5 separate regions of the Mus musculus genome follow, and all the other regions are linked to region 2. The links are chromatin contacts, called in public ChIA-PET, Hi-C and HiChIP or PLAC-seq maps. All regions are on one chromosome and are shown on one strand. Each heading gives the region's core, a stretch centred on a gene start, on an enhancer-like site or on the middle of the called end of the contact. The rest is flanking DNA. Distances are from core to core; before and after follow the strand shown.

Region 1 (5,961 bases), core at 2,836-5,335, 820 kb after region 2:
CATGTGGTACCTTCTTCTGCCATCTTGTAGATATGGCAGTGCCCAAAGGGGGCTTTGGAGTGTGGAATCCAGGGCGCTGAGATGCAAGATTCCAGAAATCTATATGCCTTCATTTCTTCCATTCACATTTGCCTAACCCCCCACCGTGACTCATCAGCTGAGAAAGCACCTCAACTTACCATGTCAATAAAGACTGTGGCCTTGTTTGCCAACACTCTGGTTTTCTCATCCCGTGACAGACCATCACTGGAAACCAACCATAAGGCCGGTTTTAGTATTACATGAAATAACACATGGCGAAGAACCTGGTCAGAGCCAGGCTCTGGGATCTGTCATCCCTTGGCCCTGCATTTAGAGTCAGACAAACTTGGAGTTCCTGTCTTCTATTTCCATCCTCTGTGACCCATTTGACTTGAGTTTCAGCTTCTCGCTTGAGTCCTACCTCCTCCTGGAGTCTTCTCTAGATGTCTGCCTTAAGAGCCCACATGCACTTTTGGGTTATCTTAGCATCTCAGTAACATAGTCCTGGTGGTCCCTGACCCGAGAATGAACACGCCTCTGTCCACTGGGGACTCTGGGCAAGTTACTTTACATCGAAGAAAGACTCAGTAGAGGATCTTTGAGTACACATTAGAAGAGCTAAGATACTTAGGGTTGTGTGTGTGCACGCAGAAATAAGTGATGGAGGTCAGAAAGGAGTGTCTAGCTTAACTGTGTCAGTAGGGCTGGAACTGGCTTTTGGTATCTGTAGATCCAGCTCCTATAGATTCTACCAACTCTGGGTCAGGCACTATAGAGTTCATACAATGGTAGGATCTGTGCAGACAGGTACACACCTTTATTTTTTGTCATCATCCCCTACGTAATACAGTAAAATAACTATTTTTTATTGGTTATTTTATTTATTTACATTTCAAATGTTGCCCTCCTTCTCCATTTCCCCTCAGCAACCCCCCTATCCCATCCCTCCTCCCCTCTCTATGAAGATGCTCTTCCCCCATTTTCTGCCTCACCATTCTAGCATCCCCCTATGCTGGGGCATCGAGCCTCCATAGGAGCAAACGCCTCCCCTCCCACTGATGCCAGATAAGACCATCCTCTGCTACATATGTAGCTGGAGCCATGGGTCCCTCCGTGTGCTCTCTTTGGTTGGTGGTTTAGTTCCTGGGAGCTTTGAGGTGTCTGGTTGGTTGATATTGTTATTCTTCCTGTGAGGTTGCACATCCCCTTCAGCTTCTTCAGTCCTTACCCTAACTCCTCCATTGGGTTCCCTGGGCTCAGTTCGATGGTTGGCTGTGAGTATCTGCATCTGTTTTTGTCAGATGCTGGCAGAGCCTCTCAGGGGACAGCTGTATGAGGCTCCAGTCAGCAAGCACTTCTTGGCATCAGCAATACTACTGGGGTTTGGTGTCTGCAGGTGGGATGGATCCCTAGGTGGGGCAGTCTCAGAATGGCCTTTCCTTCAGTCTCTGCTCTATTCTTTTTTTTTGTCTCTGCATTTCCTTTAGATAGGAACAATTCTGGGTTAAACTTCTTGACATGGGTGGGTGGACCTATTCTTTAACTGGGGGGGGGGCATACCTATCTACTGGAGATGGTCTCTACAGGTTCTGTCTCCCCAGTATAATAACTATTTACAAAGGATTATTTTGTATTAGGTATTGTGAGTAATCTAGAGATGATTTAAAGTATATGGAGGAAGTGTGTAGGCTCTGTGAAAATGCATGCCATTATATACAAAGGACTAAAACATCTGGGATTTGGGTATCTGTGGGATGTCCTGGAATCAATCTCCCTCCCCCACTTCCACCCTCTATACCAATACCAAGGCACGATTGTATGTCTGCTGGGAACCAGCCTAGTTATAGCAATTCGAGCTGGAGGGATACAGATCTTACAAGCAGTACTAGGATGGTATATTTGGACCTACAGTAAGATGGGTTCTGGAGAGACCTACCGCTGGCCAGTGAGACGGGGGGGGGGGTGTTTAGAGCTCTTTGGGAGAACAGCAAGCCAAGGATCACTCCCAGGGGTGAAAGGCATTCACAGGTGAGGAGATGACCAGACAGCAGAGTCCCCAAGTTCCTCATGTTCGGCAGCTGATTGCCCTGTGAGCAACAGCATATCCACAGGCTGGGGAGGCCCTGTGGAGTCTGTGGCTTCCTGTTCAGTGCAGAGGGCCAGGTGAGAGCAGCACTGGGGAGCTGCAGCTCTGTTACCTGCTGCATCTTGGGCTGCAGTTGCTGGGATATTGAAAAAAAAGGGGAAAAGAGGATTTAATATTTATTAAAGCTTTCGATACTGTCATACTCTGCTCCTCCTGGTCAAGGCTGTGCCCTCACCCCCCGGCTTGCTCTATTTAGGATTGGGATGGTTTGCTACAAATGGGAATTGCAGTAAGAGGTTGACTCCAGCTTGTTTTGAGAAACACTAATAGCAATAACACATGGCCTGCAAGTGTGTAAAGAGAGTTTTCAGTCAAAATGCTAAACGCTAAAGCTAAGGAGATAGCTATGTGTGTCGATTAGTCAGCTCGGCCACATTTGCATGTGGCTTCTAAAAGGAATCCACACCTCTTTGAGTTATTAAACCCAGTCACACTGACATCAGAAATAATGATGAGGATTTCACAGATGTTTGAAAAATGCCAAGAATGTTGTTTGATTTCGTCTTTTCTCCTTACTCCTTTCCTGACTTTTTTTTTTCCTTTTCCTTTCTGAATGTTAACTGCATATAGGTGCTATAGCCACACTTCCAGAAAAGTCACAGGGCTTTGATGCTGCCTTGCTCCCTTGCTAGCCATGGAGCTTGCTATGACACGTGCCCGAGCCCTCTAGCTAGTGTCTGTCAGCACACAGTCTTGGCTCCTGGCTTAGAGAGGACTCATGGTTGAGCCATGGAGAATGGCAGTTCCTACTTGGCGGTGGCAAGGATGTGCTCCAAGGACTGCCAGCTGCTTGACATGTCCATCCAGCCGTAAAGCAAATGCCCGACACTGTCCTTAGTACAAAGCGTTTCCTCTTGCCCCACAAAGTAATCCCAGCTGAGTTCCCTTTTCTGCAGACCCTTTAAATGCGATTGGCAGGGAGAAAGCTACGGCCCTGAGACCATGTCCTTTGCCTTTAATGCTATTATCACGTACATGAGCACTGCCAGCTCCATTTCACTCCATGCCCCATGCTCCTGGCACACTGAGGACTTTAGTGTGATCTGCTGGGCTGAAGTGGCTCTTATGTGGTTGGCAGGATCCTTCCGGCTACTACAAAGGCTGCCAATGCCCCTGGCTGTGGCTTGAGATACCCTTTTGTTCCTAGGTACTTGGCCCGGAAAAACAGTTGTGTTTTCAACGGCTTATCATGTACAATGTGTTCTCATCTCTCTATAACCTGAGAAGTCATGGCGATCTCCCTTGCCTGAAGCTGTCCTTTCTAGTAGTGCCTGTATGGGGCTCACAGGGTGGGGTGGGGGGCACCATCAACAAACAGCTTCAGTGGATGGACAAGTACAGCAATTCTCTGGGCCATTTTAAAGATCCAGTGGGCCTCTGGTGAGGCTCAATGGTGAACTTTCTAGTGTGTGTGAGGCCCTGTATTCAACCCCCAACGCTTCCCTAAATAAACAATAAGCAGTCCGTGTCGCTAAATCTTATTACATAGAAGTTGCATTGAAACTGTAAGTCACAGACTAGAGACCTTTTTTGCTGGTCCATCCTAGAGATGATTGTTTGAAGGTTGGATGGAACAGAACCATGGGGCAGAGCACTGGTGGTGGGGAAAAATTTGGAGGCACTGTTAAGCTGTCAGCTCTTTAGAGTGGCTGCTGCATGCAGGTATTGAACCTTACGCGACTATGACACTTTAGACAGACTCTTTCACTCCATCTGCATGACAGGCACAGAAGGCAGAAACGTTGCTTTACCTCAATGGTGAGGATGTTGAGGACACCTGCTTGTGGTTGTATAGCTAGCAGATGGTAGAGCCAAAGTTAGAAGTTACATAAAGTCCCCACAGTTCCCGTCATCCAATGCGGGCCAGCCACTTGGGCTCAGGAAGAGATCAGGATGAGTCAGGCCCTCTGGGACTCCTGACTGTGAAGTCTTTGGGGGAATGATCTGAGTCATGAGGATCACAGGATGCCTTCCTTACCTTTGGGAACCATCAAACATTTGCAGAATAACTTTCCACCCCCTCTTTCATTTGTCTCTGACTCAAACTCGCCCAGTGATTCTCAGCCTGTCTCTAACGAGAAGCATCTCTCTGAGGAGACGAAGATTAGTCTAGAACCCAGGGCATCTGATTGCTGATCTGCACCTCTCATCTGTTTATCAGAGAAAATAGCATTGTCATTAAGCATTGTGCAGAATACTTGCTGGAAGCTCCCGAGTTAACAATGTTATATGACTGATTTACATTTGTGTGTCCAGTATACAGAACAGCAAGGGTCTTGTTGCAGAGATAATCCATAGCTTTGGACCAAGGTATGTTGGTATTTGTAATTTATCTATGAATCAATGAGCCCCACTGTCCTGGCTTCAGAGTCTTTTTTTTTTCTTTTTAAATTGAAAATAACATATTTTTTATACAATATATTCTGATCGTGGCTTCCTCTCCCCCTTATTCCTCCCAGATCCTCCCCACCTCCCCACCCACTCAACTCTTTGCCTTCCCTCTGGCTCTTCAGAGTGATTCTTAATGGCTCATCTTCCTCCTCCTTCTCCCCTCTTCCTCCCACTTCCTATTGTGTAGCTGTTAAGAATTAGAATCGTTTGAAATGCTTCTGAGGTAGGAGCCTCTTTGTCAAAGACAATCTCAGGCAGACTGCTGATATGGCAGGCGGTTTTGAGCAAATTACACAGCAGGTAGTTTATGCCATCAGCAGCTAATGTAAAAGAATCTAGTCTTTTCCTCCTGTGCCTGGATTCTCCTTCAGTTGCCCAGGGTATGCATGAAGAAGTTCACTCTGTGAAACTGCTGAATTGACCAGAAGGTTGCTGTGGTGGTTTGAATATGCTTGGCCCTCTTAGGAGGTGTGGCCTTGTTAGAGGAAGTGCATCACTGTGGGTGTGGGCTTTGAGATCCTATGCTAAAGCTTTACCCAGAATGGAAGAGACCCTCCTCCTGGCTGCCTGCAGAAGACAGTCTCCTCTTGTTCAGATCAAGATGTAGAACTCTTGCCTCCTCCAGTACCATATCTGTCTGCACACTACTGTGCTTCCTGCCATGATGATAATGGACTGAACCTCTGAAACTCTAAGCCAGCCCCAATTAAGTGTTCTCCTTTATAAGAGTTTCCTTGGTCATGGTGTCTCTTTACAGCAACGCAAACCCACCTAAGACATTTGCTTATTCTCCAACCTTATGCCAAGTGAGAAGGGATAAGAAAAGAACAGGGAAAGGAAGAATGGAGACACATGAATGAGAAGAGTGGGGGCCATACTGAGCCAGCACTCAGGGCAGGATTCTAAGATGTCCACAGTAGAAGCCACTCTAGCAAGTTTAAGCACTCAAATCTATGAAGAGTGTGTATAGCTAAGAGGGTAGTAAGGAAGGTTGGTGAGCATGCTTTAGACTAGACAGAGTTCCTAGGAAGGATTTCCAAAGCCATATAGCAGCACTGAGTGGCTGAGGGGGCTGGCCCCACCCCCATAGTGAAACAGTGACTGTGACACAATCATACTGCTTTTGGTGGATCTAGTGCTTTTAGATCAGGAAACCAATCAGAACATTATCACTGTACTGAGGGTGTAGAACCATGCCTCTATCTCCCCTGGTCCACATCACAAAAATGGGTGCCTTGCACTCTGTCTTGCTCCCACATAACTCAATTCATAACTAAATTCTGATACAAGTGCAGTTGAATGATGGATACTGAATAATTCACCTTAAATGGCACCTCACAGAAAGCTGGGCTGGTCCCTAACACAGCAGTGGTCAGAGGTGGGGTTTTGTGACTAGATTATGA
Region 2 (6,171 bases), core at 608-3,107:
TCTACATCACCCCATCCACCCACCCCAACCCCAATAATGATTCTGGAATGGAGCCCAGAAAGCAGGAGCTTTACGGCTTCGTGTCTTTCTCTTCCTCATCATACCTTCCAACTCCCCACAGCAGAGTTCTAAGGTGACAAGGCTAGAAATGTCTTTGAACAGTGTTCCCATTTGTACAGTTCACTAGTTATCTGCCTTGCCAAAACAAGAAGCCCTGGGTCCTCCTTGCCCGGCTTCCTTCACGCCCACAGTTTGCACTTGGGACTTTAGTGTTGGAAGCCACACCCCAGTCATAAGACTTTGGCTAGGTCTGGGGCCTGGTGACAGTGGAAGGAGTAAGACGTGGCTTTGCTCACAGCTCTGTGAGATCCTTCTGGGAGCTGACTTAGCCACACATCCTTGAAGCTTTCCCTGTCTCTTCACTGAGCTTGGATCCAAGCGCCAAGCGAGGCACAAAGCTCTACCCTCGTGCTAAATATATCACCGGGTCTTCAGCACTTAGACAGTGATAACACTGGAAGGATTATTAAAAGCAGCAGAAACATGCTACTAAATCAAAGTTGTGTAAACTGTGCTATTGGTGCGATGTGGAATATTCTGTGGTGCTCATTGAAATGACGTCATAAAAGCATCCTTGTTGACACAGCTTTGATCCTATATTGTTAAGTGAAAGATAGCTTCACAGCCTCATTTTATCGATCTTTATCCTGGAAAAGACTAGCATGGTTAGCTCTTAGGCATAAGGTTATATTAAAACCTTGAAGTCTCAAAACGATTATGCGTACTAAGGACTTCCTTCTTGTCGTTTTTATTTTTAAAAAAATTCTGCAGTTGTCAGGTTGGACTTGTGTGATTATATATACGCTAATGCACATATATACATCAGAGCAGTAGGAGAACATTTTAATGGGTACATTTAGACACCCTACCTTCTGCACACAGCATCTTCCCCTTGTATCCGCATGGGGCATCAGGCCCACCAGGGTTCTGGATTACTCTACTTCTGCTAAGGTAGGATGAGACAGTGGTAGATACCTAGCACTCAGGTAGCTGAGGCAGGAGGTTGGTGAGTTTGAGGCTAGCTTGGGCTATAAAACAAAACAGTCTCAAAACAAAACAAAAACAAAAAACAAACAAACAAACAAAAACCAGCTGAAGGAAAAGAACCCAAAGGCTGGTATGCCCATCCCCCAGAACCCCTGCATTTCCCACAGAACCCCTGTGTGTCCCAGGATGGTCAACAACTCAGTTTGCCTGGACTGAGGGCTATCCTAGGCTACAAGATTTCCTGCGTTCACTGAGAAAGCCTAGGCCAATTTTGGGACCAATTGGTCAGTACTTCCCAGGCATAGAGGTTGACTCTGATTCCCTTCGTAGAATGCATTCTCCCACAGGTCTGAATTCTTCTGGTCTCAAAGCTAGGAGGGCATGAAGTTCAGCAGGTGGAGCAGGACTCAGAAACAAAACAAAACAAAACAAAACAAAACAAAACAAAACAAAACAAAACAAAACAAAACAAAACACTCTGCACTTTTGTCTCTGCATTTAGCCCAGGGCATGCTTTTGTTCTGTGTCTGAGCTTCCAGAAATAAAATGAAATAAAAGATTATCTAAATAATTCAGGACGAACTGGTTATTCAGTGAAGTACTTTCTCACATCCACTATTAAGGACTCCTTTTTTGTAGGCTGAAGCTAACGTTTATTCCATTCCTTTGGCTCTACGTTTTCCGGCTAAAGCTTTTAGCGTAAAACAAAAGAAGAAAGGGGTCAGGGACCGGAAGAGAAAAACCACAGCCAGTGTGGGAAGGAAACCTGTCGCAAGCGGAAGTCTGTGTTAACTGCACGGAGCTTCAATGAGGTTTGCCTGTGCGCCCCAGAGCTCAGGTTTGTAAACCGAGGCAAAGGGATGAGGGTGTCAGACGCTGTGACGTGTGTCACCCTTTGGCCACACTGATCTAGCTGTGGGACGTGACAGGGAGTGTCTGCCCAGAGCTGGCCTGGCTCACTCGGGTAGGTCATGTGGGTAGCCGATGGACCTCTCCGCATTTCTCTGTCTTGACCTTGGAGGTCAAGAGTGCAGAGTAGGAGAGCGCTGGCAAAAGTTAGACGTGACCTGTAGTTCATCCACTTCCGGTGTGCTGTTTGAGAAGTTATTTGACCTCACTATGAAATGAGTAATGTGAATGATACTCTTCTTACTCCACATTGATCTTTCTCCTCGCCAGACACCTGGGCACGATGAGACCTGCGGTCCTTTCAAGACAAGAAAGAAGCTGATCCAAGGAGTACAGAACAGCATTCGCAGCTCTGTGTGCACAGTGTCCTCTGAGCTTGGAATCCAGGACTTCTCCAATGGGAAACCTTTTCTTTTCTTTTCTTTTCTTTTCTTTTCTTTTCTTTTCTTTTCTTTTCTTTTCTTTTCTTTTCTTTTCTTTTCTTTTCTTTTCTTTTCTTCTCTTCTCTTCTCTTCTCTTCTCTTCTCTTCTCTTCTCTTTCTCTTCCTCGTCTCTTCCTCGTCTCTTCCTGTCTCTTCCTCGTCTCTTTCTCGTCTCTTTCTCTTCTCTTTCTCTTCTCCTTCTCTTCTCTTCTCTTCTCTTCTCTCCTCTCCCCTCCCCTCCCCTCCCCTCCCCTTCCCTTCTCTTCCCTTCCCTTCCCTTTCTCTTCTCCTTTCTTTTCTCTTCTTTTCTCTCTTCTCTTCTTTTCTCTTCTCTTCTCTTCCTTCTCTTCCCTCTCCTCCCCTCTCCTTCCTCTTTCTCCCATCTCCCTCCCCTTCCCTCTTTCTTTATTTTTTTGGGACAGGGCTTCTTTATGTTGGCCTGGCTGTCCTGGAACTCATTCTGCAGAGCAGGCTGGCTTCAAACTCAGAGGTCCACCTGTCTATGCTTCCTAAGTGCTGGGATTAAAGGCATGTGACACCACTAGCACCACTACTACCCCTTTGTTAGCTTGTAGTTATTGTACAAAATATGGAGTTTCATGAAGACATTTTCCTACCAACAGATGATGTACTTTGGCCCCCCACTGCCATTACCCTCCCTTAACCCCACCCACCTTCCCCTGCTAGCCTTCTTCTACTTCTCTCCACACCAGAACTTTAGATTTATCTTTGTTTTCCAAGACAGTCTCCTATGTAGGATTTCTTGTGGCTCATGAGCTGCTTTTGCAGAATGCTGGGAAACTGGTTTGTGTGAGGAGAGAGGACAGAGGAGCCCTGGGCACACGAGGACTCCCAGTTCCAGCTTCAGAGCAAATGAAATCAGTCTCTGTGCTATCAAAGATCCCCGGGCCACAGATTTCTTCAATGCCCTTCCTACCTTGTCCTCACCAGCAACAGGATCTGTCAAGGTTTGGGGAGACAAAACCATTCCTAGGCATTCCCTGCTCTCTATCCTTGGGGAAAACAGTGACATCAGGAGAGAGAGTCCACTTGGATTGTTGGTGGCGATATAGAGTTGGGAAGAGATGGGTTCAAGTGCAGTACTCACACCCCTCCACTTCCCCATTTTGGAAGAATGTGAATAGAGAGGAGAAGGAGGAGGAGGAGGGAGAGTCGGGGAGGGGGAGGAAGAGGATGTTAACTTGAATATGAGACAGATTTCTGAAATTACAGGGAGAGCAGTGGCAGAATCACTTTGATGCAACTTTCTAGGAACAAGTAGCTGGGAGCAGAATGAACGTGGCTCTACATTCTGCTGAGCTGGCATCCACCTCAGTATGCATCACACCTCTTCTCTGAAGGAGCGTGGGCGTGTAACCAAACTGACACAGGCAGACACCCCGAGTCCCATGAAAACCCCACCCACCTCCGTGAGCAAACCTCATCCAAGGACCCAGCACCAACCCAACTATCCAGAAAAGCAAGCGCTTCACTCTCCTTCATCTACGGAGAGGAGACAGGAGGGCAGTGGATCAGTGGGGGATGTGATGCGTTCAGGCAGGCTTTGCTAGAGAGAGAGAGCGCATAGTGGTGTCAACTGACAGGAAGCAGGTAGCCCAAATATGCAAAAACCCTTCAGTGGTCCAGTTCTTAGAATTTGCTAAGGTTTGAATGTGTTCACCACCACCCATGAGTAAGAAACAATCCCAGAGCAACCACGGTGAGAAGAAGGACCCTGCAAGAACTGTGCCTTCATTAACAGAGTAGTGGGTTGGTTTTCATGGAGTGGGGGCCCGGGAAATGGAAAAGTTCCACTTCCTTCTCTTGTTCTGTATTGCTGTATTGCTTTCTGCCCTCCATTAGAGTCAGTAATCCACGAGGATACTCATGAGATATGAGGCCCCTGATCTTGGGCTTGCCAGCCCCGAGACTATAAAAAATAAATATGTATTTTTATGATGGCTACATGGCTAATGCTGATAAACACACATGCAACCACAGGGTGGACCCAAGCAGTCTCGGAAGATGACGCTCTGGTTCTGAAAGGGAACAGTAACGCATTCGCATTGTGAAAGTAGTCCAATAGGGAGAAATGAGAAGGAACTCTCCCCTAGCCTCATAGGCAACACGTTAGGGAAGAAATCAGGGAAGTAAGAAGTTGCTACTACAGCTGGCGGAAGAGAGGTGAAAGATTTCAACCAATAGCTTTTCAGTGTAACTACAACTGAGAACTGCTTTGAACAATTTTTATTTTATTATTATTTATTTTCTATTTGTGTGTCTGAGCATATTGTGTATGTGTGTGCATATATATGTATACACACACACATATGCCATGGTACGTGGGTGGAGGTCAGAGGTCAACCCTGGGACTCCTTCCACCATTGGTTCAGGTCCACAGGCTTCGGCGGCACATGTGGTCAACCCTGGACCCACCTCACCTGCCCTTGAGAACGAACAACAGAGGAAGAAAAATTCCAAACTGTTCTGGTATGAGATTTGGGATATTCTGTTTTTTTTTCTCCCTCTCTATTTGTTGCTTTGTTACTTTCCTGCAAATGCTCTTACTATATAGCTCAGGCTAGGCTCAAACTTCCGAGCCTCCTGCCTCAGCATTCTAAGTACTGGACGTAGAGGTGTGGGGAAACCATCTGTGCCTGGCTTACATTCCTTACCATGTAAATATCATCTTCTAAGACTCCGTTTTAGCTAAGGATTGCATCCAGTTCAGAACTCAGCAAAGAACACACATGCTGAAGTTGTCTAAGTCAAGGATTTTATATCTGTATGCATATATCCTCCCATTCTCTTCCTCTGTACGTTTCAAACAACGGTACAGGCCCCAGTACAATCATTTGGTTTTCTTCCCGGACTCTTGGCTAGCATCCCGCTCCCTGGCTCAGGAAAGAAAGAAACACCAGCGCCCAGAAGTTCAAGTCTCTGCCGCTGCTCCACAGTTCCACGCTCAAATAAAACTGCCCTGGTTGGTTTGCATTTGCATGTGCAGTGTGGTGGTTTGAACTTGGTCTTCCTATAAATGAATCTATCTGGGGAAATAAATCTGGGGGTTCTTAGGTCAGTACTAATACTATGAGAGTTTGGATCCCAAGAAAGCGCATTTGTCTGGTTTGTGCATGACAGCACTCAGGGACAGATTATCCCAGTTCCTGAAAACACTTAGGCCTATATACTTAGGACTTAAGTACCCATTTATGGCTTCATAGTGGCATTTCAGGATCTATACTCAAGTTTTAAAGAGACGGGCATTTCTAAATGGTCCTTTAAAAGGTCCAGCGAGCACAGTATTGATCATTGGACTTTGGGGGGGAGGAGGTTCTATAGTGATGAGCGTCTGTGTTTTGATGGTGGAATCACCATGGCTCTGTGAAACCCCTTGTTTGCCAGGATGAGTATTTGCTTCTCTTTTTTTTTCTGGAACCTTCTGTCTGCACCATGGGACTATGCCGAGTGCTAATTGAGTTCATTTGTTTCCCCATCAGCCCAGCCCACCTGTATGAAAATAAGGGCTGCTCTGAGGAGTACGGGCGGGTATAACTGTGGGCAGGTGTCTGTCGTTTTGCCTAGACTGACATTTTTGTTTCCTCAGCTTCCTCATTCCCCCTGAGACCTGAAGACTTATTATAGCTGTATTGTGTCTTGGTTTTCTACGACTGCTTTATCCATCACCAAAAGCCAGACCAAGCACCCGAAACAGCAGAGTTTCACCGTCTCACGGCGGCCGCTGGTTTCCTCTGACGACTGTAGGCAGAGCCCATCCTGGCGATTGCTGGTG
Region 3 (5,933 bases), core at 1,691-4,190, 570 kb after region 2:
TATTTATTAATATATGTAAGTACACTGTAGCTGTCTTCAGACACTCCAGAAGAGGATCTTGATGTGGATGGTTGTGAGCCACCATGTGGTTGCTGGGATTTGAACTCTGGACCTTCGGAAGAGAAGTCGGGTGCTCTTACCCACTGAGCCATCTCACCAGCCCCCAAGTGAAATTTCAAACCACCAAGCCCAGTTCAAATAACTTCAGTCTCCACAGAGCTAGGCCAGGAGTCCCCCGTCACAGAGTGTAATCCAGGAGTCCCCCGTCACAGAGTGTAATCCAGGAGTCCCCCGTCACAGAGTGTAATCCAGGAGTCCCCCGTCACAGAGTGTAATCCAGGAGTCCCCCGTCACAGAGTGTAATCCAGGAGTCCCCCGTCACAGAGTGTAATCCAGGAGTCCCCCGTCACAGAGTGTAATCCCCAGCACTGTAAGAAACTTGACCCTCTGCTTTGGGGTATTTCCTTTATTTAGTTGTGAGTAATTTTATTTTTCAACTGTTAATGCAGCCATTGATATAAAATGGAGCAAAACACAAAAGTTACATAAACAGGAGGACAAAATGTAAGGTTTCTAAGCATATCGGTTCCTTTACATCACTTCAGGGTTGCGTGTTTTCACCACTGCCTAGCAAGCCTGCTTATCCTTGTGAGTTTGGTGCCTCTGTCAGTGAAGTAACGGAAAAACACTGGCAGATAGACCAGTGAAGGTTTGAGTAATGAAGTCTCTGCATGCCTAATTGAGAATATAATTTCACTTGCCTTGCACTTCCAGTGTGTGTAAGAAGAGTATTGACTCCAGAGTACAATGCTTCATCATGTCCTGATGCACTTTGAGATGACAGTAGCTAATAGCTACAGGGGCCGTTTCATTTGGGAGTTCATGTTTAGGTAGAAGTTTGTCTTAAACGGGATTGTGTTTGATTTACAGCACTGTGCTGTGGCCTCCTTGCATCCCAAACGAAAGCAGGTGGCAGAGCTGTTACTGAGGAAGGGAGCCAACGTCAACGAAAAGAACAAGGAGTAAGTACAGCTGCGAAAGCTGGCCCTTCCTCCTCTTGCCTCTGTCCCTTACATGTAAGTCACACAACCCAGCATTGCCGACCCACGCCCACACCGTGAACCCCTTACTCCAACAAGCCCCATCCTGGTTTCCTGTCTTCTTGTTGCCATGTTTGCTTCGTCTTGGTGGTCCGTGCCTTGTGGTTAAGTGGCCTGGATGAACGTGTACAGTACATGACCGCCCCACACCACCCCACTAAAGAAAAGGAGCCTTCCTCCTGTCAGCAGCCAGCAGCCACCGAGAGTTGTTGCAGTAAAAGTCACAACATTCTCTCTCCCTTTTTTCCTTCCATAGTTTCATGACCCCTCTGCATGTTGCAGCTGAAAGAGCTCATAATGATGTCATGGAAGTTCTGCATAAGCACGGAGCAAAGGTAAGCCGTCACTCAGCACAGGGCAACCAGCTGCCCTCAGTACTGGGTCCCCAAGAACTCATCTTGGTCAGAAAGGGCAGTTACTGTGTGGTTTTGTGTTTAAAGTCATAGGTTGTCCTTCGAAGTTCATTTAACTTTTTTTTCCCCTAGTAAAATTGTCTCTTTGTCCTTTCTTTTTAACAGAGGTTCCTTTATCTTAGATAACAGTAGTTTTTAGGTTAACAAACAAACAAAAAAAGACTAACCAGCTTCATAATTTATAAACACTAAAACACAATCCACTAACCTGCTTATAGAAAACTCCTGCTTTGTGTTTAGGTAGTGTTTGCAGGAACATAGTAAAGATGAAATTTGAGTATCAGATTTTCAGTAAACCACATTAAAAGTAAAAATACAGCCAGGCAGTGGTGGCGCATGCCATTATTCCCAGCACGCGGGAGGCAGAGGCAGGCGGATTTCTGAGTTCGAGGCCAGCCTGGTCTACAGAGTGAGTTCCAGGACAGACAGGGCTATAGAGAGAAACCCTGACTCGGAAAAAAGGAAAAAAAAAAAAAAAGTAAAACTACTACTGTTTGTTAAACATAGTTAGTTAATAATATGTTTCTTTGATAGGCTCCACATGAATCTCCTTAACTGATAATAGCTGTTGAACCAGGTGTTACAACCAAGCAGTGACCTCAAATAACTCTTGTAAGACTGGAGATTGGAGGCTGGAGGGATGGTTTCTCTTCTGCAGTGCATCCGAGTCCATGGTTAGCACCTGTGTTGAGCAGCTCCCAGCTGTCTGAAACTCCAGCTCCGAGAGGGAGCTGGCCTCCAGGGGAGCTTGCACCTTTGCACACCACACATTCCCACACAGAAAGAAACTCGGAACATACACTTAGTTAGGAATAAAATCTTTAAAACAATGAGACTGTTCTCTAATAGAGCTGAATGGTATCTTCCAGCATGCCTTTCCTTCCTGACCCTTGCATTCCCCTTACATGAGCATCAGATTGCTGTGTGGTGTTTTAGTGGTGTTTGCACTACTTGATTATACTTTACAGGTAAACAAGATTATGTATATTAAATGCTTTAGAAGGACATTTGGCATTCTTAATCGAAATCAAGTAAGTTAAAATAAAGAGAGCAGTCGTACAGGTTTATCACCTACTTTGTAGCTACAACTATAGCATTGTTATAAGCAACATGTTGTATCAGAAATAGTAAGCTAAGGGGGCTTTCTGCTACACTTGTGTGAATTATTGTTGCCCTAGGCTTGACTTTGCAAGTCACTTTTGACAATTACATTATAATACTCATACAAACCATAATGTTCTTAATTCTTAAAAATGTGTATTATTACCTACAAGGCATTTTTTCAGAAAAGTTAATTGAAAAATAAGCTTTTTGTTATAGCCTCTCTCAGTGGCATTGCGTAGATGCGAGGCTCTCAGTCCTTCCTGGTGCTCCACGTGCGTGATGTGTTATTATTAGCATCTTAGGTCAGCAGTGGACTTCTGCAACTGAAAACAGTCTGCTAGTGACGCGAATGACTTCTAGTGTAGCATGTCCTTCCTGGTCTTCCACTACAGCACACAAGTTACTGATTCCTTTAAATACAAAGACAATATATAAGTTGTCATCAGTAGATCTCAAATGCCTTCAATCCTAGCACTCAAGAGGCAGAGGTAGGTAGATCTCTGCTGAGTCCAACCTAGTCTACATAATAATCTATAGGCAAGCTAAAGCCAAATAAGGAGAGGAAGAAGGAAAAAAGGAAGGAACTGGAAGGGAGGGAGGAAAGGATCGTGGGCAGTGGCAGCAGCGGCTGCTATATCAACTCCCTATCACTCATTCCTGGATCCCAAGGCAGTGTGCCAGTCCCACAGGGTTGCTGCCTCCATTCTTCATACATTAGTAAAAACTTTTCTTGACTCCTAATGGGTCATGTTTTCCTTGCTTAGTATTTTCTTTCTGTGATTCTATTGGACTTTTAAGTGGCCCATAGTTAACATTTGAGTCTAACAGCACTTTCTGAACATGTTCACATGATCAAATCCCTAACAAGCCACAAAAGGGAGGAAAAGTGTAATTTGCTCATGGTTCAGAGGTTGAGTCTATAGTGGAAGGAGAGTATGCTGAAGTAACCACACCGAGCCAAATAGGCAGCAGAGAGGAGCACTAACAGAAAGACACAGACAGAGGACATACCCCTAGTGACCCGCTTCTCCAGATACTACGATGGATACTCTGGATGGAACTATGGCCATCCGCAGTTCTGTCTCCTAGTAGCCTGCACATTCTGACTCTGTCAGTGGATTAGCACATTCATTTAAACTGAACCCTTAGAGTCTGGTCATCTCTAGAAAAGCCCTCAGACATACCCACAAGTTTGCTTTTCTAATTATTAATTACTTAGTCCAATCAAGTTCATAATCACAGTTGTCCATCATGACCTCTAAATGTATAGCTTAAGAGTGTCTTAACTATGGTTAGCATGTTGAGTATGTAACATAAAATCAAGCTTTTTCTTTTTTTAGTGGCAGTTTCACATTTTAATAAAAATAATCTGTTTAGCATTGAATGTTAAGTATTTGTAGTGGACCAGGGGGTTAAGACTTACGACTTGGTCTCAAAGCATTTTAGGGGGGCTCTGGGGCTTCAGGGGAAGAAGGAAGGCAGTGGCAGGACTGCTCGCTTTGTCTGGTGGGAGTTTTGTTGTTCATTTCTTTGTGGGGTAGAGTCTCCTATGTAGTCCTAGCAAGCTTAGAAACTGCCGTGCAAACAAGGCAGAGCTCAGACTTCCCTGAGAGGTTTGTGACAGTGCTTTCTAGTAAAGAACAGGTCCTTCCTCACCGGTCCCTGTAGCAAGCCTGTTTACTATTCCTGTCTGTTACACATTTAGTGCTCTAAGTGAGCTCTATAGACAGACTACCAACAAACACTTATAAGCTCTTCTATTTATCTCCACTGAGTGAGTGCTTTTCTCATCAGTAACTTTATTTACTTCAACCTGGTTGCTTGATAAAGTACTCCATAATCTTTAGTAGATGTTACTTAGACTTTGAGGGAAGGATTATAATCTCCATTCATAATTTAAAAATATATATCTGTTAAATGAAATGATTTTGTATTACATTAGTAATACACTTACACTTATACTTTACAGATATGAACATTCTTAAGATACAGAAAGACAACTTAAAGGAATGAGTAAATATCTCATATGCATAGAATGTTTAATATAAAATTTCATTATGTGGCCAACTTACCAATTTCTGTTATAAGTCATTGCTCATCAAATGGAACTTTTAAAACTAAATCTTAATTCTTTTTACAAACTTATTCCAAGAACCATTGAAACATTATAAATTTTTATTCATTGTTAAAATACGAATTTCCCCTGAGTAAGTAATGGGGATGCAATTGGGCCATTTTCCACAGCACTCAGTTCTACCATACTTACTTACGGAAGGTACAGTGTGTTTGTCTTAGTTAGTTTTACTGCTGTGAACAGACACCATGACCAGTGCAACTCTTATAAAGGAAAACATTTACTTGGGGCTGGCTTGCAGGGTCAGTGGTTTAGTCCTTTATCATCATGGCAGGAAGCATGGTGGCACTCAGGCAGACATGGTGCTACAGAAGGAGCTAAGAGGTCTGCATCTTGATGTGAAGCCAGCAGAAGGAGGTAATGTGTTGTACTGGGTGTGACTTGAGTATATGGGACCTCAAAGCCTGCCTCCACAGTGATACACTTCTTCCAACAAGGTCACACCCACTCCAACAAGGCCACACCTCCTAATAGTGCCATTCCCCACCAAGCATTCAAAGATATGGGTCTATGGGGACCACTCCTATTCAGACCACTATAGTGTTCTGCACATCTGCTTCAACACTAGAGGTGAAGCAGTCCTCAGTAAACAGAAAACCTTTACAATCCTCTTTGCCTGTTACATTTGCTTGCTAAAGGGCTGAGCTTTATTTAAAATACTAGAGACATCCATTTGAAATCTTAAGTTGGTAAGATCAGTATTTTAGAAGAATAACTCGCAAACCATATTTACATGATTTAACAAACTAAATCGGAATTCGTTGTTACGATTTCATTTTTACAGCTGTATAATTGAGTGTGTCTCATCTAATTTCCAGAGAAGTGTGAATAGTTAGGGTGTTTGCAGCTCTGGGTAGTCTTCTAAAATGAAGTAACAGTCATACAAAAACTAGTTTGCCATCTTGTGTTTTCCATTGAGAAATAAATACTAAACAGTGCTTGTCTGTTAGGTACAAAGTCATTTTTTTTTCTGCTGGAAAATGTGATCAAATTAAATGGTGATGCCTTTCATGGTGAGTTTTGTGAAGGCCAATAATAATTTAAGTGAAGCCTTTTCTGAACAAGCAACACAGCTTTCCCAGTAAGAAAGGACTGGAAAGAGACCAGTTCTCTTCACTTCTGGCCTCTCATTGGTGTGGGATTGTACTATCATTCCCTTATTAGGACCTTTCAAAATGGCAC
Region 4 (5,486 bases), core at 1,051-3,550, 540 kb after region 2:
AGTGCTTGGCCACTCGTTTCATGAACCCACAGCTTACCTTACCATGATACTGTAGTGGAAGTTCCTAGTATGTGGCCTTGGACTATCGTGGAAAATATAGCATCATTTTTTCAGATAATCCCTATTGATGCATAGATGTATATGATACAGTTCAAAAACGGATTCTGTCAAGGACAGGCGACTTGGAATGCTAACGTAACAGTTCACTAAAAATTCCACCATCCAGCTGCTGTAGTCCTTGAATGTTCCAAGAGTTAGTATTTATGGTACTAGCCTTTTAGCAAGGCCGGTGGGTAGTATTACATAAACACGGTGAATGCACTCATGAGAGAAAAGTACATCCATCAAAGAATTAGACATATCAAGATACTCAACACTGTCTCGTAATGTTTGCATTATTTTATGTGAGGTATTTTACAATGCTTATTTCAAAAAAGTGTTTTTTTGAGTCAACCTGTAGGCAAAATTGATCTCTTTCTATAAGAAGCTGTTTGATGTGCAGAACCTGCTGTCTCAGAGCTGTGAGACTGTACGGAACACACACATTGTGATTTATAGGAACCATATTGTTATCTTTGAAAGGAAGATTGCTTCCCTGCAGTCCTGCCTTTTATCGGGATGCTTTGCCCTTTGAACGCACCAGCCTGCAGTAGCTCTAGCATTTTCTGACGCGCCTATTTGGGAACTGTCAGACCCTTGCTTCTTGTGACAAGTTTAACCCTAAAGAATTACAAACTAATGTGGAAGTCCATGGGACTAGTTTTCTAAGAACTGTCTTTGACATCATTGAGCAATGGGGTAGACTAAATTAAAAATGAATGTGGTGGGTGTGATTTAGAAATTAAACACATTAAGGATTAGTTATAGAACTATTGTAAAAAGTTAGTAATAACAGTGAGAATGGAAAAAAATTCAAGCAGAGAGGAAATGATAAATGTATAATGTGCTGGCAGAACTTGTAATTTGATGTGTTGGTTTAATTTCTTAGGTTTTAAAAGATGTGGGATGACCACTTCTTACAAAGTTAAATACATATTTAAAATGCGACATGGCAATCAGCATTACTAGATGTTTGCCCAAGAGAAATGAAATCGTATGTCCATTTGAAATGGTTTCTATAGATGTTTATAGTAGCTTCATTTATAACTGCCAAAGACTAGAACTTGGGAAAGGATAATCAAATTAAATATGTCTTATGTTATGGGGTAATGCTTAACAATTAAAAAACCTACTCTGTTTAGTGACAAGGACAGATTTCAAAAGCATTTACACAAGGTAAAGAAAAAACCTAGACTCAAAAGTTTATGTGTTCAGTAATTCCATTTAGATGACATTGTGTGACTTAGAAGTGTAAGGACATTGTGACATCTGGGTCGGAGTCAGTCCTCAGACACGTGTGCAAGTCATTGGGTTCAATCCCCAGCAATGGGGGAATAAAAAGAAGACATGTCAAGTAAACAGAAACTTAGGGACAGAAATTAAACAGTATTGGCATGAAATGAGGCTTTACAAAGGCCTGGAAAATATTAGGGTGCACTAAAAATATTGTGTGTTAGTAGTGTCTAACGATGATTCACGTGCTTAAGGACATTCGCTGCTCTTGCAAAGGACCGCAGTTAGATTCCCAGCACCCGTGCTGGAGACTGATAGCTGCCTGTAACTCTAGCACCAGAAACATCTCAACCCCCCTTCCTGGCTTCCACCAGCACATTCTTACACATGTGTGAGCACTCGTGTGTGTACACACATACACAAAAACACACACAGTAAAAATTTTTAATATTTTGCAAATGCAAATATACTAGTCATGATAGTATACACTTTTAAATCTCAGCATTCAGGAGACAGAAACAAGTTGGATCACTGTGGCCTACATAGTGAGGTGTCCTCCCTCTGGGAAAAAAATACGAATGTAACTGTAAAATATACATGAGTACATAGTATGGAAAGACTCTTGTGTCATATTACAGAACATCCCTGGTAGTGTAAACATATCCCCTATAGCAGTTATTGTTCTTAGTGAAACTTGGCAGTTATGTGTACCCATTTCAGTCTTGGAGTTAAGGGAGTTCATTGGTAGGTAGGTCTTAGAAAAAATATCTACATATACAGCATGATGGCACAGGCCTTTAATCCCAGCATCCGGGAAGCAAGAGGCAAGTGGATCTTGTTACTGTAGACTACCTGCTCTATTAAGGGAGTTCCAGGTCAGCCAGGGCTTTGCAGTGAGACTCTGTTCCCAAGAAACAAAAACACCCCCACCAAAAAGGCACTGTGTCCCCACCTGCTGGGGTGCACCTGTAAATCCATTGTTGGGAGTCAGGCTGGGGATCATCAGCACAAATTCAAGTCCAGCCTGTGTCAACATACTGAGCTCCAGGGAGGCAAAGGGAAGAACGAAAGGAGAATGGAAAGAAAGAACAAAAGACCATCATCAGAATAGCGTAAACTATTGCCAAGAGGATCAACTATGCAGTTCACTTTTCTAAACTACTTCCTTTTTTTCAGAGCAAACATGATACTTGGATTTTTTTATTTAATTGCAGAGTGCTTCACTTGCCATTGGATCAGTATTGGATGACTTGTAAATAGTGGCCATTCTGAGCTCTAAGGTCACAGACCTTTGTAGGTTTTTCCTTGTTTTGGAAATAGTCATAGAAGATTTTAGAATGAAAACAGTAGGCTAATTGCCCCCCCCCCCAGACCCTTGTTTCTATGTAATAGAGTAGCTTTGGAAGATTGGTGTGCAGGAGGATCTAGCTTTAGTGGTTTGAGAGTAGATTGTTTCCTGGTCATGTGGCTAAGTTCTTTCTACAACCAGGTAACTAGTTCAGAGACTTCAAACCAAAACACAATGAAATACATCACCTAAACTAATATCTTCTTCCCCCAAATAGGCTGTGGGTTTGGCTGAGAGAATCGATTTCTTGTGTATGATGGTACCTCAATGCAAAGCTTTCTGTATTGTCTTATCATAAGTTCAGGGCACTCTTCAGCACTCTCCAGGAATATCAATAGTCAGTTCTAGTCAGTTCGTGGTACTGCTGTACGCTTAGCAATGGGAAGTCCCCGCATTAACTTGGTAGTGGAGGTTCTTGACTGAGGTCTGTACAAAGCTCTTCCTTGAGACACCTTATAAGTCCAGGAACTAAAGCAAGCTATGGAGGTGTGAAACACATCGGTCACTTGAATAGACCCAGAACTTCCTTTATTCCTCTTCCCGTGCCCAGGTGTCCATGTTTATATGCTCGGTGCTTCAGAGTAGTTCTGATAGGAAAATTTTGGTTCATTATATCATTTAAAGCTACTAATTCTTTGCTTTATAAAATGTTCTTATACTTCACAATTTAGTTTCTTTCTTCTAGCGTACATATATCTTGTCTTCCTAGGCTCAAATTTAGTGATTCTTAGTCTAGGCATTAGCTTAGTTATGGAGCCTGATAGATGAGTATGAAACTAGACACTCATGTGACTGCTTCAGGATCAGTTTATTAACTAATGAATATGACAGCCACTGGGCATGGTGGTATATGTCTGTAATTCCAGGACTTGGGAGACTGAGGTCCAGGCCAGCCTAAGCTGCGTAGCAAGGAGCAGGCTAGGCAGGCCAGAGAGACGGGTGAAGTGGAGACAGGTGACTTTTCAGTGACATTTCTTTCAGTTCATGTAGAATGTGAGCTGTCACTGCTGGGCACACACAGTGTGCTGTAAAAACAGAGGTCAGAGTTTCTTTTCAGTCTCTCACTACTTTTAACACCTGTGACTTCCATGTTCATAAACTTCTCACGTTATTCCATCTCTGAAAAACAAAATGGCTCAGTTTTACAAAATGGTCTGCTTTGATCCTGCGAGTTGTTGGATGTAAAGACCCTCACAGTGTCAACACTGGGGTAAATCAGTAAGCATGGCTTCTATATGTAGGTTTCCAAGAGAAAAGTTTCCCTGCAGCCTAAGAGAAAGAGAGGCTATTTCTGACTGCATCAGAGAAATAGGAAGGGGAGGTTGATTTTTGACCTGACAACATTTTAAAAACATTAATTTGTGTATCTTTGTGGGCACCCATCCTTTTGCATGTATCAATATTTGGTATTAATGACTATTCAAAAAAACCCAAACATTGTCCCTACCTGTTTTCACTCCCCTGTGTTATATAATGACACTGGGATGTGAAGCCAGCTCTTCTCACTCCAGCCTGCTCTTTGTCTGCTTCGGCACACCTCTTATCACCCCTCAGTGAGAGAGAGAGAGACAGAGAGAGAGAGAGAGAGAGAGAGAGAGAGAGAGAGAGAGAGAGAGAGAGAGAGAGAGAGAGTGTGTGTGTGTGTGTGTTAGAAAAGGCCAGTGTCCATAGAGCACCATGCTCTCCCTGCCAAAGTGAAACAGACCTGGTGGTGTGGCTGCTGTAAGCAGCTCGGCTTTGCTGTCAGTGTACAAAGGACTCTAAATTCATTATGTACCAGTTCCTGGGAGGCAGAGTGTGAGAAATGGCTTCGGCTGTTGACTGATTGTGGTCCTTGGGCACCAGATAGTGGATGCTGGAATGTATTGCAGAAAAGCTGATTAAAGCCCTGGATCTCTAACAGGAAGAGTAACGTCATCTGTAATGCACACTTACAAGTTTCTTGCCTTATTATCAGCCTATGCAGAAATAATATTTTTGCAAAAATGTGCATTTGGCAAAATTGCATGCTGCGCATGATTAGGACCTTTGTCCATAGGCTGATTGGGACTTTGAGGCGCCTGAGTCCTTTGCTGTTTTGTAACTTAGCTTATTGGAATTCTATTTCACCATGACTTGGACATCAGGAGTAGGCACTTGGAGTTCAAGTGTATGTATACATAGTACAGGATGTCAGCTGTCAGAGCCTGCTATCTCATCCCCATGCCCTGGGTGCTGCAGTGAAGCATAAGTGGGAATAGTTATGTAGTCAGTAAGCTGGAAGATGCTTAAATACAGTGATTTTGCAACCCTCCTTTAAAAAACATCCAATGTTTTCTCAGCACGTTCAAACTTAGTCCTTTCATGCAGTCTGTCTCATTGTCCTGCAGGTGTCACTGGGCTGTCCAGAAAGAGCCAGCACTTCTTGTCTTCCCTCAGGCCTTTCCTTCTCTCTCTCAGTCCTTACCTGAAAGCTTCTTTCTTCTTTAAAACGTCTTTAAAAACTGCTTTAGTCTCTCTCTCCCAGAAAGGCTTCCTTAGCCCCAGTTAGCCTGTTAGTAATCCCATTTAGACTAGCCAATAAGCACATAATAGTATTTCATAGGATTTCCTCACAATCTACTGTAATCATTTGCTTACTTCTTTTTCTGCTTTAATAGGATAATCTTCCTTGAAGTCAGAGGTGACAGTGTTGTCTTTGAACATGGCATGCATATACATATATATATGTGTATACACACACACACACACACACACACACACACACACACACACACACCTTTTGAATACATGAGTGGCTTTATAGATGTATTCCATAATTTGCATT
Region 5 (5,837 bases), core at 2,912-5,411, 750 kb before region 2:
AGAAGGGCATCAGAGAAATCAAGCCCACCCTGACCGGCTGAGTTCTCGGGTGGGTGTTTAACTTCGGGGGGGGGGGGCGGGATGGGAGGGGCGTGGCGGGGGGAGGTGGCAGCAGCGGGGGTGGGGTGGGGGGTAGGGGTGGGACCACACGGTGCTGACAGAGAGTAGGGCACACTCAAAAACTGCATGCCCAGGGCTAATGTCTGCAGTTTACTTAGCTAACCAAGTCATCGATCGACATTAGTACAGTCAGTACGAGGGTAATTCAGGAAACTTCCGTAGTTCAGTGGAGAATCCAAATACCTAATGTATCCCCTCAATGCCAGCTCGAACACTACACTGTACCACTGCACGCTTTCCCCAAGGACAGTCCATTCTATAATAGACTTGCAGTTGACTGGCACTTAGACATAACTGTAGTCGATTGTCAAGAAAAAAAAAACAAAAAACAAAAAACGTGAGTTAATGGCTGTCAGTTCCTCAAGGAGGACATCCCAGGGGAAGATGCTAGCATTTCCTTAATATGCTTGAAGACCTAAACTTTAAGAAATCAGAAGACCACCGGAGTCCTTTATGTAGACTCTGTAACCTTTCTCCTTCTATCTTTATCCTCTGAAAACTATCTGCACCAGCAACCTATGGGTCGCAATCCCTTCAGGGGTGGCATACTAGATGTCCTACATATCAGATATTCATATCAGATATTTATGTACATTATGATGCATAACAGTAGCAAAATTATAGTTATGAAGTAGCAATGAAAATAGTTTTATGGTTGGGGGTCACCACAACATGAGGAACTGTATCAAAGGGTCACGGTATTAGGGAAGCTGAGAGCCACTGACCTAGAACATCCTTCTCAGATCACGATTTCTTCAGTGACTGCCTGACCCGGGACACTGGACCCAGCCATAGCTGCAGTCACTTTTGTCCACAGTGACAATGGAACATTCTACCTTAGAAATGCAAGCTCTGGTCCTCCTGGGAGCGCTCTATCAGGTGGATCTAGGGAGATCCTGTGGGTCATAGGTGGGGCTGACATTACTCTGGATCTATATTAGTTCTAAATGCAGTCAGCTGACCTCAGAGAGCTGTCTCTGGCTCCTTGTGGAGAGCATCGCTCAGCCATTCCCTTCGTTGTTTTGCTAACCCATTTGGACTCTTTACCTTAGTGTTCTGTTTGGGCCCCTGAGTTGCTGACCCAGTTTTGCAATGTTTATTCTGGCTGCGGCTCTGCATTCCTTGGGGACTTGACTTTCAGTATTTGCCTGTCTGTACATTGCCCAACTCGCGGCAATTGATGCCTCATTTCTCTGCCCCACCCAAACCACAGGCTGAGTATGCACCTGGGCTACGTCCCAGAGACGATTCTAGAATCCACAGTCACATCTCCCATCCCTCTACCGTGGGAAAACTGCTGAGCTCCAAGTAGGAGGACCCGCAATCTGATGAAAGTGATTCCAGGCCATGGGAGAATTTACTAGAACCCACATTAGGTGCAAGGTGTATATTAAATATATTTCTGATTTTTTTTAAAGACATCAGTAACTATAACAAACCAAAGTGCAAGGTTTAATATTTGGGGTGTAAGAATCCCAGACTGGTGTGAGCCACTCCTTTCTGAAAGAAGAGATCTCCCCCACCCCAGTCTCAGAGGGGCCTGGTTTATGTCTCTGGCCTTATTAATGTCTGAATTCATGGATTCCAAAATGTTTAGAAATGTCAAATGTTTTCTGTGTCTTGTCATACTGTGTGTGTGTGTGTGTGTGTGTATGTGTGTTGTTAGGGTGCTATCACACATATGAGAAAGCCTGAGTATTCAGATTTCTGTCTGAAGTGCATGCTTTTGGTAGTGAGCTACGTCTTTATTTTAATACTGAATCTCTGCTGTGTCGCTAAGACGTGGCTAAGACGTGGCAAGGGGCGCTTCGACTTTCAACTCTGTCTTGAACATTCACTTGGATAATTACCTTTATGTTGGCTCCTTCACGCAATGGAACTCCCCAAGATGAAAGACATGAATGGAGGGGGGATTAGAATTATCAGAGAGAGAACTCTTTTGTTTCCAATGGAGGGTGTCAAGCAGAGGGCTTTAGCGACCACGGGACAAACATTCTAGATCCAACTTTTATCTTCAGCCTTAAGTTGAAATTTAAAGTGCAGTCTAACTAACTATAAAGAGCTCTTTATTTGGAAAGGCGTCTATTGAGGCTCCGTTCTTCCTTATATCACATTGTAATGAAAAAGTCAAACATTAAGCAAACCCTGCCTGTAGGCACAGTAGCCCGTCCTGCAGACATTTTGCTATACAATGAAAGGCTTAGTGTGGATAAACTAGTGGCTTCAGGGTTTCTTCCCAGGTAAAGTCTGGTTAAATCCACCGACCACAGGCAGATCCCTGATTCACAGATTCATATAAAGGCATGTGTGACTTTATAGACTCTATGGATGTAGAAATAGCTATACCTAACCATTTATTATGTATCTCATTAAACCTGTGCTAAGAAAAACCTTTCCTACTGTAATTCCAACCAGAAACATTTGAATTGGACTGTACAGACAGTTCTCATAAGTGCCAGGTTATTTTATAAGGCTGAAAAGGAGTTTTAAATAAGCATATAAAACTTCTAACTGAGCCATCCACCAAAGAGCATACAAGGGCTGGCTGGACCAAAGCCCCAGGCACATACGTAGCAGAGGGCTGCCTTGTCTGGCCTCATGGGAGAGGATGTGCCTAATCCTGCAGGGATTTGATGCATCAGAGTAGGGAGATATGGGGGGGGGCACCATCTCAGAGGCAAAGGGGAGGTGGGATAGAGGGAGGGACTCTGGGGGGCTGGGAGAAGGGCAGTGTGTGGAATGTAAATAAACAAATCAATAAATTAATTTAAAAAAGAAAACTCATTTTAGCACCCGTCTTTGAAACCTTAGCAACACACTTTACTAAGATTATGAAAAGTCAGCAAAAATCGCAAAGCACCCTGGGATCTCACTTGATGTGCCCTACGCAAGAGCACTGGACATTTCTCCACTCAAGGAAGTTTCTATGAGCAAATGCACTGATGCCCGGCATCTGCAGGGGACTGTGTTCTGCTGAGTCGGCTCAAGCATAAAACGAGAAGTTTCCATCAAAGTCAAGTTAAGATTGATGTTAATTTACAAGTTTTCAGTTGGATTGCCCTGGGGCTAAGAGATCGTGAACATTCTTGGGCCAGATGTTCCCACTCTAGAGTGATAGTCATTTTCTGGTTATTTGGGAAAAAAAAAACTGAGTTGGCTTCTGGAACATTTATCTAAGTACATGGCAGGACCAGGAAATATGTCTATTGACATTCGAAATTAAAAAAAAAATGTTTGCAGCTAGAAGAAAAACAGGAAAAAAATGCAGTGTTTCTTAAAACGGAGTCTCTCGGATGCTGATAGACACATCTCATCTGAACTGTGGACAGCGTTTCTGTTTTCTGTTTCAGTAGCATAGATGGAAATTAGCCAAAAAAAAAAAAAACCCAGAAATTTAAAATTACTATAAAACTGCTCTCGATTTTTCTAATTAAAGAGCAGGTTAGTCTGCTTCATAGAAGGGCTAAATTAGAGAACACCTAATAAGAAATACAACTTAAGGCAACCCCTGGCAGGAGAAGGTGAGTCAAATTAAAAGACTGAGGTTTTCTTTTTCAATACTAATAAAGAAGGCCCTTTTAAGTCATTCATTACTCCACATAAAGCCTTCTACTGGACTGCTTTCCTGTATTCTTTTATAGAAAGTACATTCACTTTAATATTTATGTAGACTAAGCGTGCCCCTTCTTTGATGATCACTAACTGGCTATGTGGCCTCTCTGGAGTGACACCAAAACCTAAATCAAGAGTCCAAACTAATGTTACATTGGCTGTTTCAATACTGTGGTAGTTAGAGTTCAAATCAACAAACCCTGTTTGCTTTGCCAATAACAAGACTGGTAGAGTTGCTGGCTTTGGGGAGACATAGCATTTAATATTTTCAGAAGAAAAAAGAAAAAAAAATCGAGTGTAACAATGCACATTTCGAATGTGGCCACCAGAGGTCTACTGACACTGCAGAGCGAGCAGGCTGCAGGAGCGTGGGCGCAGACTGGTGCATGCGTACTCTGCCTGGTGGGGCCAGAGACTCTCCAGCCCTGCCCTGGTCTGCTGAGTCAGAGCTGCTCTGTAACCCCCACAGGTGACTCAAGTATGCGAGGGAGTGTGAGAAAGACTGCTGCCAGGGTTGAAAAGGAAATGTGGTGTATCCCGTGTGTGATGGAGATTAAGATATTTAAAAGTCCAGGCAAAGGCAGGGCATGGAGGCACCCATATTTAATTCCAGCATGTGGGCAGGAGGCAGAGGCAGGTGGATCTCCTAGTTCAAAGCCAGTCTGGTCTACTAGTGAGTTACAGGACAGTCAAGGCTAAACAGTGAACACACCTCACCACCCGCGCCTCTCTCTCTCTCTCTCTCTCTCTCTCCCCCTCCCTCTCCCCCTCTCCCTCCCTCCCCCCTCTCTCCTCCCTCCCCCTCTCTCTCTTTCTCCCTCCCTCCCTTCTCTCTTCTCTCCCTCCCTCTCCCCTTCTTCCCCATTTCCCCCTCCCTCTCCCCCTCTTCCCCTTTCCTCCCTCCTCCCCATATTTCTCTCTCTCTCCCTCCCTCCCTCCCTCTCCCCCTCTTCCTCATTTCCCCCTCCCTCTTCCCCTTTCCTCCTCTCCCCCCCCCCACTTTAAACATTTTTCCTAACAATGTTACAACTCAAAAGCTATTTTCTTTTCAAAACGTTCTACCTGGACCTGGTGCCACAGAACTGTCATCACACATCTTGAGATCAAGAGGCAGGAAGGATCACAAGGTCAAGGCCTGCCTGGGCTACAGAGTGAACTCATATCAAACAAGACTGCCTCAAAATAAAAGATTAACATGGGTTTGGAGGTATAGATCGGTGGTAGAATATTTACTTGGCATGTGTAATGCCCTAGCTTCAAACTCTGGTACAAAATCATTTAAGTGACCAAGGCTGTATTTTTAATTTGCAATTTAGCTTCCAGATATTTGAAGATGAAGAAGCTCTAAATATCACCTAACATGTACAGGTCTAAATGTTCTCGTTTAACAGAAGAAATTATCTGACCAGGACTGAAGTGGCATTCCACGCTCAATATAAGATAGTTAGCTGTCTTTAACTAGAACCAAGTTCTCCAGAGGTGTCCCTGAGGCTGCAGGACCTCACTCTTGTATGGAGGTGGGGCTAAGCTAGGGAAGCATCATGGGAAGGGCAGGCTTTGTCCATCAATCAAGATGTGCAGAGCCCTGGACTCAGAGGTTCCTCTCCTACTCCAATGTGCCAGGATTCCTTCAAGTATATCGAGACTGTTAGACTGATTTTTCTCTGTTCCCCATATTTCTCAGGGACAGGGATGTCTCCATGGTTCTCTGTGTTACCATCAGTATACTCCCAACAACTCTGTCTTCACAGAATACATATCCAGTCACTGAGTCTGTGTCTCTCTCTCTCTCTCTCCCTCTCTCTCTCTCTCTCTCCCCCTCTCTCTCTCTCTCTCCCTCTCTCTGTCTTTCTCTGTAGACCTGGCTGACCTCGAACTCCCGGTGTAGATCAAGCCCACAGAGGTCAGCCTGCCTTTCACTGTAAAGGCATGCAACACCACACTGGGCTCTCACTTGGCTCTTCCTTAAATCAATCCAGCCAGCACTCATAGCCTCCCCTTCGCTGCCATCCTCCCAAACCACTGTACTTTCCCTTTAAATGGATTAGGCATAACTCCAATATCTACCACCTCTCTGTACAACACGCTACCGCCATGGTTCTGCT

The links. A called contact is a pair of places that touch in the nucleus more often than the background predicts. ChIA-PET counts read pairs in DNA pulled down with a chosen protein or histone mark. HiChIP or PLAC-seq counts read pairs in DNA pulled down with a chosen protein or histone mark.
Region 1: a contact with region 2 is called in an H3K27ac HiChIP or PLAC-seq map of double positive thymocytes, with 5 times the contacts expected there. The contact joins two enhancer-like sites. A contact is called at or near these places in 3 of 115 datasets of contacts at active chromatin or transcription factors (bone marrow-derived macrophages, double positive thymocytes and regulatory T cell precursor).
Region 3: a contact with region 2 is called in an H3K27ac HiChIP or PLAC-seq map of microglia, with 7 times the contacts expected there. The contact joins two enhancer-like sites. A contact is called at or near these places in 1 of 15 datasets of contacts at CTCF or cohesin (large pre-B cells), 1 of 484 Hi-C or Micro-C datasets (bone marrow-derived macrophages), 4 of 115 datasets of contacts at active chromatin or transcription factors (T-cell acute lymphoblastic leukemia, large pre-B cells, microglia and 1 more) and 1 of 9 other capture datasets (embryonic stem cells).
Region 4: a Hi-C map of bone marrow-derived macrophages shows a contact between it and region 2, with 12 read pairs. The contact joins two enhancer-like sites. A contact is called at or near these places in 3 of 484 Hi-C or Micro-C datasets (bone marrow-derived macrophages, macrophages and nephron progenitors) and 5 of 115 datasets of contacts at active chromatin or transcription factors (the 230-238 cell line, DN3 thymocytes, acute myeloid leukemia and 2 more).
Region 5: a contact with region 2 is called in an RNA polymerase II ChIA-PET map of effector CD8 T cells, with 15 read pairs. The contact joins two enhancer-like sites. A contact is called at or near these places in 4 of 484 Hi-C or Micro-C datasets (CD8 T cells, memory CD8 T cells and natural killer cells) and 3 of 115 datasets of contacts at active chromatin or transcription factors (the 230-238 cell line, effector CD8 T cells and memory CD8 T cells).

Annotation. Positions count from the first base shown.
Region 1 is chr8:34,611,370-34,617,330 of GRCm38.p6, reverse strand. All of the region lies in intron 2 of B930018H19Rik (RIKEN cDNA B930018H19 gene), which reads left to right. All of the region lies in intron 2 of Gm34096 (a long non-coding RNA gene), which reads right to left. Among named protein-coding and RNA genes, the nearest start is that of Gm34096, 7.6 kb to the right of the region's middle. Within about 2 kb of position 4,085, at least 44 of the 459 cell types and tissues checked have an H3K27ac peak or open chromatin away from gene starts, as enhancers often do. A contact at or near this core is called in double positive thymocytes, where this site is marked.
Region 2 is chr8:35,426,582-35,432,752 of GRCm38.p6, reverse strand. No RefSeq gene overlaps it. Among named protein-coding and RNA genes, the nearest start is that of Gm34853, 6.9 kb to the left of the region's middle. Within about 2 kb of position 1,857, at least 92 of the 459 cell types and tissues checked have an H3K27ac peak or open chromatin away from gene starts, as enhancers often do. A contact at or near this core is called in the 230-238 cell line, CD8 T cells, bone marrow-derived macrophages and 5 more, where this site is marked.
Region 3 is chr8:34,862,783-34,868,715 of GRCm38.p6, reverse strand. It overlaps Tnks (tankyrase, TRF1-interacting ankyrin-related ADP-ribose polymerase), which reads left to right. Exons shown (of 27, transcript NM_175091.3): 10 at 931-1,022; 11 at 1,357-1,435. Among named protein-coding and RNA genes, the nearest start is that of Dusp4, 58 kb to the right of the region's middle. Within about 2 kb of position 2,940, at least 7 of the 459 cell types and tissues checked have an H3K27ac peak or open chromatin away from gene starts, as enhancers often do. A contact at or near this core is called in bone marrow-derived macrophages and microglia, where this site is marked.
Region 4 is chr8:34,892,190-34,897,675 of GRCm38.p6, reverse strand. All of the region lies in intron 3 of Tnks (tankyrase, TRF1-interacting ankyrin-related ADP-ribose polymerase), which reads left to right. Among named protein-coding and RNA genes, the nearest start is that of Tnks, 71 kb to the left of the region's middle. Within about 2 kb of position 2,300, at least 2 of the 459 cell types and tissues checked have an H3K27ac peak or open chromatin away from gene starts, as enhancers often do. A contact at or near this core is called in bone marrow-derived macrophages, where this site is marked.
Region 5 is chr8:36,182,600-36,188,436 of GRCm38.p6, reverse strand. No RefSeq gene overlaps it. Among named protein-coding and RNA genes, the nearest start is that of Gm35520, 3.0 kb to the left of the region's middle. Within about 2 kb of position 4,161, at least 188 of the 459 cell types and tissues checked have an H3K27ac peak or open chromatin away from gene starts, as enhancers often do. A contact at or near this core is called in the 230-238 cell line, CD8 T cells, effector CD8 T cells and 2 more, where this site is marked.